2 separate regions of the Gossypium hirsutum genome follow, and region 1 is linked to region 2. Evidence: chromatin contacts called from public Hi-C data. All regions are on one chromosome and are shown on one strand. Each heading gives the region's core, a stretch centred on a gene start, on an enhancer-like site or on the middle of the called end of the contact. The rest is flanking DNA. Distances are from core to core; before and after follow the strand shown.

Region 1 (4,175 bases), core at 716-3,215, 130 kb after region 2:
TGTTGGAACACATGTTACCTTCATGTTGAACTCCTCCTCTTACGTGGCAAATTCAACCTACATTTATTATTTTTTTAATCTCTAAAAAATATTTTAGTATACAAAAAGTATCACCACGTGTCATGATGATAGATGTGGTGCTTTTACCTTGCACAAATAAAAATGTGAACCATTTTTTAAATAATAAAAATTGTGTTAAAAAAAACCTAAAATATGAGGGCAATTTATCAATAAAAGTTTTTTTTTTAAAAAAAATTATCGAAATGGGCTAATTATTTAATTATTTACCGGAATGGTCTATTTTCCGTGAAATCGCGTCCGCGTCAGCAACTCACGCTGACGTGGATGTGATTTCGGCCCATGCGTGAACAGTACCCAACGGTCCAAAAAAAAAGGTATAAATCCCCCCTTTTTATGTGTACTTTATCCCTTTTTTTGGTATTTTGCCCCTAATAATACATATTAATGTATTACTGTAATATGTAGCTCAAATTATGTATTGTAGTTAATATTCATAATATTGTAGCTCAAATTATGTATTGTAGTTAATATTCATAATATTGTAGCTCAAATTGTCAATCCGTCTATACTATTGTACTAGTAATATATATTAATGTAATATTGAAAAGTTAATTGATTAAAAATAAATAAATGCAACAAGTACAAAAAAGATTCAAATTTATTGGCAAGAAGATTCAAACCAAGGTACTAAGGGAAAAGAGCAAGCATCTAAACCAACTAAACTAAACTAATTAATTGATATATTATAAAAACGTTGTTATCTTAATTATATTACTTATGTTCTAATGATTTATCGGACCTATTCCATACACGTGTCAAATCAGAAAAAATAATACAACAATTCTGTAAAAAATTCCGGTGTTTACTTCAAATAAATAAGGAAAATAATGATTTGAATGTTTCAAAATTCAATTTTAAACCGAAAAAATCAAAATTTAGAGGCAAAAAAGGATTTTTTTCGACGAAAACTGCGGCAAACCGCCTTCGGCTGTTTGTCAGCGCGTAGATCTCGAAAAGTTATTCGAAATCACAAAAAAATCGTCTCAATCGGACAATCAAGCCAAAAGTTATGGCCTTTCAAAGTTTTCCAAGCTAAAAAACATAAACTGTTCATGAATTATTGCTTCCACGTCAGCAAATCGCGCTTACGTGGACGTGATTTGTTGCCACGTAAGTAATCGCGCTGACGTGGACACGATTTGCTGACACATTCCCTGACATCGTGCTGACGTGGACACGATTTCGGAGAAAATGGCTCATTCTGGTAAATAATAAAATACTGGGTCCATTTTGATAAATTTTAAAAAATAGGACTTTTATGTGTAATTTGCCCGAAGTAATTTATCAGCCAATCTTCCAACTCAGTTTCAAATTCTGTACTTAATTAGTTGTTTGTTTGTTTTATGATTAAGATTGTAATTTTGGTTGTGAAAAACTAATTTTAAATACTAAAACTTTGAATTTTTTAATTATTAGATAATTATATAAATAAAGTAAAACACTTTGTTAGCAGGTTGCATGATTTGTGAGGATTTTTTGGACTCGACCATAAGATGACTGTTAATAATATTTTTATTTTATTATTTAGATATTTTTATAATAAGAAAATATTTCTGTTTTTGTTTGAAATGATATTTTGCTTAAAATTTGGCAAGTCTACCATAAGACTAGCTCAACTCAATTGTAGCAACTGCCAACTGCTGAAGGCCATAGACTTATAAATTAGTAACTACTCCTTATGGTAGCTCAAAGCTTTCTTTAAATCTCCATTGCCGAACACAGTTTGGATTCACCACTTTACCATCACTGCAATATCAGAAAAATCAACTAATCATCTTTTGTCCTACATTTAAAACAACCAATAAAAGCAAAACAACCTAATGGCCGTACCTAGAAGAATGATTATTTTCATCTTCATAACACTAATCCTCGGATCCTTCTTGGTTAAATGGCGATGGCTGCAACCTCGACAACCCCGACGAAAGCCAACGATCATGTGCTGATGTGCCAGAAGATGAGGATGATTTCGACGATACTTACAAGGTTGTCGACAACAAGAAGATTTCATCCGAGATGATTATAGTTGGAAAATAACTCTATGGCTTGCTGCTGCTGCTGCTGCTGCTGAAGTTAGTGATCCATTGTTTCCTTTTCTCCAATCCAAGCTTCTTTAGAAGCTCTACCCATGGTTCTAAAATGTTTTCAGTTGGCATCTTTAAGTTACTAGTATTTCCATTTTTCTTTTATTATTTTTCTCATGTTTGAAGGGTTTTTTTTACTTTAGTTCTTCCGATTGCATGTTGTTTTTTCGGCTTTATTTATGGGTTAGTTGAGTTTTGTAGATTTTAAAATAAAATAAATAAATACCCTTTTGTTAGGCGAAAAAAAAGTTGTTCTCTGTTTTAATTCTTGAATATCTAACTAAATTAGTACACGACAAGTAATTAATAAATAATTAAAATAATTCATTTTGTAAAATTATTTATTATATTTTTATAAATAAATGAATAATTACATAAATTTTGAAAAAAAAACATATAAATTTAAAATCTTTAATTTAATCATCTCAATCAAAACTTTATTTATTATATAATTTTTTAATAAATATATTTATTACATAATTTTTATATATATAATAATATAATATTAATGATCAAAATGAAATTACTAAAGTTAAATTCAAATTTTCATACCACAGTATTGGTAATAGATGAAGAGATTGTGGACAATAATATGAAATAGATTTAGAAAGTAGTGTAAAAAATATATCTTATTATATAGAATAAAATACAGTTCCTAAAATATTATTTCTTTTGTAGTTAAAATATATACCATGAAGTGAGTCGAATTACTGTTTAGCTAAAACATATTTTTATGTAAAGTTAATTATAAATATTATATACGGTAAACAGAGACTCCAGCTAAACCTGGGAAGAAAACAAACTACTAATGGATAAAAATTTTACAATAAATTAAATTTTTCGGATAAAAAATTATATAACAAATATACCTATTAAAATTTCATATAAATATTAGAATTATTTTGATTAAAATGATAAAAATAAAAGTTTTATGGGTAATATATGTAGAAGCTCAATTTCATCTAGCCCAAACAAAAACCAAAAAATAAATAAATAAAATAAAAAGTCCATTAATACTAAGTCTATTTACAAGAACACAAACCCCAACCCAAACCTGCTAACTGAACCCAATACACCCAAGCCCGAATACAAAAAAACTCAAAAGCCCAAAACTTAAAAATTTTTAAAAATCCTAATCCCTCTCGCACCGTGGTCTCGTCACGTCGGCAGGCGTGCCATTTGACACTTCCTCTGCCACTACCGCCGTTGACTTCGCCCTCTACCACCACCACTTGTAAAAGAGCAAGAAGACAAAAAAGCAAAAGACAGGAAAACAAAAATAGTGAACAAGCAAAAAGGAAAAAAAACAAAAACAAAGAAAAAAAGACAATATATTTGTATTTTGATTTGGCTATAAAAGCCAAACAAAAATCCTATGTGATTTTTTACACTGAGAAATCGAATTCAAAAAAGAATAGAGTTCTAAAAAATAATTTTTTTGTTCTTTTTATTCGAAGCAAACATAAAAAGAAAAAACAAAAAAAACAAAAACAAAAAAAGAAAAGGTTTTTACCTATTTATCGGTCACTATCACCACGGTGGTCTTCGCCGATTTGAAAGGTCTTCGAATCCAGTGGGATTCAACGAGGGCCTTGTCGAAAAAGATTGAAACTAAAAGGTTTATTTTTTTTCTTTTTTGGACGGCATTTTAGGGGTTTTTTTTACCCTAGATCCGCGGTCTATACGTCAAAGGGTCCAAAAGGAAAAAAAATTTTGGTACTCCGGCCACCGGAGGCGGCGGCCTTCGCCGCCGATGACCGATGGCCGTGGCAGAGACCAACTGCACTAGGGCTGGACGGAGGGGACATTTCAAAGACAAAGGGAAGAAAGAATTTTTTTTTTTACAAAAACTAAACTCAAATGATTTTTTATTCTCTATTTTTTTTACTTGTATAAGTGTCTAATACGACACCGTTTTGGGTTTGACTTCCAGGCACCCAAAACGACATTGTTTAAGGGACGACCCGAAATTCGACCCGACCCCTCCTAAAATCCGCGTGTTTTTGAAGGGAG
Region 2 (4,102 bases), core at 242-2,741:
TGTTTTGGCACCTTAAAGAGGATTGCACGATGCCTGCAAAGTCCAATGGATAGGCTGCCAATGGGAAGCACAATACACTTATGAAAATCCTTCAATCTCGTACTGACCAATTTCCAACGTTTGTGAATATCCCCTTGCTCCACCGGAAAAGTTCCCCTAAATATATAACAATTCAAACACAAAGGAAAATAGATTAAAAAATAGTGAAAAAAATTAACCCTTAAGGGAAAAAAGGGAGAACCCTACCCCATGTATATAGCAAAATTAAAACTTTTTTTGGTTCCTGATAAAATGAAGAGAAGGGGACTGCCTAACATTTCCAGAAATAAAAACTCTAACTCAAAAATTGCATTTACTTAAGCGAAAAGAACACCCAAAAAAAAGTTTGTCATCTTTTTCTCCAGTTTCTAAGTACCCAAACGTGAGTAACAGAAAAGTAAAATAATGAAAAATACGAGACAGCTATTTCATTTTAAGTCACAGAAACCCTAGAAAATAAAAGGTCTAACAGAAATAGTAGCAGCAGCCGCCGTGCAGAATGCTGAAGACCAAGCCGAATGCTGAAGGCGAACAGAAACAGTAAAGATGAATAAAAAGAATAAAAAAATGCTTACTTGAGAAACCAAGCCGAATGCTGAAGGCGAACAGAAACAATAGCAGCAGATGGGGAAATAAGAAGGAAAAAAGGGAAATAATATGAAGGGAAATAAGAAGGAAAAAAGGGAAACGCAGAGATGGAAAGGAAAGGAGAAGATGAAGCTGAGGGCAAAAAATAAAAATGGGAAAAAAAATTACTCCCGTGGAATGGAATGGCTATTCAGTGGTGAAGGAAGGGAATGCCTATTCAACATTTTCCGTAATAGAGCTGGAATGGATTCAGGCTGTAATGCCATTACAGCCAACCAAACTAACGTTTGGTGATGGGCCCACCGAATTGGGGGGAAATGCATTCCTATTCCCCAACCAAACATGTTGTAAGTGTAACATAAAGGATGCGTAAAGGGAAAGCTGAAGCGTGGAATTTCATTTCTCTCCTTATAACGAATATTCCTTGCTTTTCTTGATTCTACACTAAGTGAGCCCATTGGATGATTTAGCTTTAAGAAACCGAAAGACGACACCAATTCTTTTCTCTTGTACAAAACCCTTACTTGCCCACAAACTTAAATTAAAACTCAATAAACAAATCATTCTTTGGATCCCTTGATTTATTTCCTTGATAGAAAGTGAAATTTTGATTAATGTTAAAAAAAATTAAATTCTAGACAATTATAGTTAAAAAATAATATTTAAGAAATATAAGATTCAAATTTCAATATTTATAATTTTCTTCACATACTCATATAAGTAATGCTAGATGCAACAGAAAAATGAAACCGTGGCAAAGAAAATCGACTGGCCGGAAAGTGGAAACTACTATTTGATATTAGCCAGCATATTTTGACTAAAATCTGAGGAACAATAACTGGATGGCCAATGGGTGTCAAGTGTCAACTATAAATAATGCTTAACATCCAACTTTCCTAATCAATAATTTCATAAACATTTCTTGTATTGTTCAAAGTTGCCAATTCTGATATTGGTAATCCAATTAAAGAGATTGAAAGGATGAGTGTGGAAGTGTTAGACTGTGCCACCATTGTTAACTTCGTTGAAGATGAAGAAGCATTCAACATCTCAATACGAGAGCGATTTGCTCACCTGGACACCAACCATGATGGGCTACTGTCTTACACGGAGTTGTCCAAGGATTTGCAGAGTCTCAGGGTGCTCGAAACTCACTTCGGCATCGACATTAAAACGGACCCAAAGGAACTCGCTCACGTTTACGAATCACTGTTCGAGCAGTTCGATCACGACTCCAATGGGACGGTGGATTTAGAGGAGTTCAAGTTGGAGACCAAGCGGATGATGCTTGCCATGGCTAATGGGATGGGTTTTTTGCCTGTTCAAATGGTGTTGGAAGAAGGCAGCCTATTGAAGATTGCAGTTGAGCATGAATCCACCAAACTAATTGCTGCTTGAATCTCTTCAAAAACGTCTAAATCCTCACGTCTTGCAACAACTCATATTTTGTTTTGCTTTCTTTAATAATTAGAGATTTTGAGTTTGAATCTGCATCCATCTTTTTCAGCTTTGCAAATTTTGTTAAAGCAGTGTTATGCTTCGTCATCGTTTAAATGCAAAATTGTTTGTAGTTTTGAGATTTTTGGTTTATTGCCGATTAATTTAAGGTTGGATGTTTAAATGCAAAAATTTGTTTATTGTATTCGGAGATAAAATGTTTAAAATTTGTACAAACAATTACAAACCCCAAACATGAATAATGTAAAAAAAATATATTAACTAAATTATATTACATAATTAGTTTCTTTTATCCAGCATGGATTAATTGTATGTATTAATTAAATTAAATTATTTTTTAAAATTTTTCATAAAAATTGTTAAATTTGATCACGAAATTAAAATATAATAATATATAAGTTTAATTTTAATAAGATTATGATTGTTATTAAACTGAGTTTAAGTAAATAATTTTTTTGAAATAATTTTTAAAATATAAATAGTAAAATAGTAAATTATGTGAAATTCTATTTTAATATATAGTTTCTAATTTAATATTAATTATTAATTAGTGAAATTTTATCTTAATAGTGTATTTAATTTGTAAAAAAAGTGATTAACATAAAAAGATTTGTTTAAACAATTTTAACATTTATAATGGTTTATTATGTAAAATTGTAAGTTGAAATTTTAAATATAAGTAAATTGGAAAGACTTATTATGAAAATATAACTTGCAGAATACCATTGAAAATTATTTAAAAATGTGGAGGGGTTTATGTTGGAAATTTTCCTCTACATATATTTTCTTTCTTTCCTTGCCATATGTCAAATTTTTATAGTATGAACACATCTAAAACCTAAGGATATTGTAATATAAAATATATATTAGATTGGTTTAAAATTTGTATTAATTAATTTAAGATTTCACCAATAATTTAAGTACGAAATTACTACACAATAAGATAAAAAGTCGATTTTGTAAATCCTAAATAAGTAAAAAAATATATAAAACATATATTTCAAAATTGAATAACAGTATTGAAATGGAAACCTAAAAAAATCGCGTGAATTAAAAAATGGATAAAAAATTGTTTTCAACACTGTCATAACTAAAAAGAGTAACTAATTAGTGGTATAAACACCAAGTTTTTGTGCAAAAATATTTATATAAAAAATTTTAAATCATTGAATAGTAAGATTAAAATTTTAATTGTTTTGGGTTAAATTGTGTAAAAAATTAGTAATACATGCAAAAATTCGTTTAGAAAATATTAATATGTGTTTATTGACATTATTTATAAAAAGCAAATGGCACTTATGCCATTATTTATCTTAGGTTCTTTTGTGAAAGGAAGGAAAATGAAAAGGAAAAAAAAATCAATGAAGGTAAAACATCTGGATTTTAAATGAAGATAAAAAAGATATATTTTATTTTTATTTTGACCCTTTGTTAAATAAATTAAAAATATAAATTCATGAAGTTAAAAATGTGACTTTCTTTAGTTAAATAAATTTTATTTTTTGAATTTAGTTTTGGTAAATAAAATTTGGATTAATTGTTGAGAGGTCCTTAAATTTCTAGTCAAAAAATTGTCATTTGTCTTCACCTTATTGGCTCCCATGCCACCTCAACGAAAGAGTTAGCACTGTCAGGGTTAGTTATAGTATTGATTAAGGGAATAAAATTTTAAGTACTAAATTGAATATTTTGAAAATAGAGGTACCACATTAAAACAAACTTTAAATATGGGAGAATTTTTTCTCATTATCCTTATCTATAAAATCATTGAATATATTTGGATAAATTAAAATAATAAAAAGAAAATTTTTTATAATTAAGTATTTTAATTAAATGAATATGATTTTATCTATAAATATAATTTTAATTTTTGATAAAAATTAAATCATGTTACAGTAATTTCTTTTCTATTAATGTGAAATTAATATATTTTAAAATTTCTTATTAAAAATAACATCATATATTATTAATTAATTAATACAAATTTTAAATTGATAAAATCAATGAATATAATTGA

Evidence for each region. Hi-C and Micro-C count contacts between places; a contact is called where the count stands out from the background.
Region 1: a Hi-C map of leaf shows a contact between it and region 2, with 1.9 times the contacts expected there. The contact joins the enhancer-like site here to the promoter of LOC107956748 in region 2. A contact is called at or near these places in 2 of 34 Hi-C or Micro-C datasets (leaf and petal).

The regions. Positions count from the first base shown.
Region 1 is chrD07:37,131,871-37,136,045 of Gossypium_hirsutum_v2.1, forward strand. No RefSeq gene overlaps it. Among protein-coding and RNA genes, the nearest start is that of LOC121219631, 16 kb to the left of the region's middle. Within about 2 kb of position 1,966, at least 1 of the 9 cell types and tissues checked has an H3K27ac peak or open chromatin away from gene starts, as enhancers often do.
Region 2 is chrD07:37,003,911-37,008,012 of Gossypium_hirsutum_v2.1, forward strand. It overlaps LOC107956748, which reads left to right and starts at 1,492. Exons shown (of 1, transcript XM_016892288.2): 1 at 1,492-2,206. The coding sequence starts at 1,609. The coding sequence ends at 2,025. It overlaps LOC107954704 (cytochrome b-c1 complex subunit Rieske-4, mitochondrial), which reads right to left and starts at 1,005. Exons shown (of 3, transcript XM_016890340.2): 1 at 615-1,005; 2 at 12-156.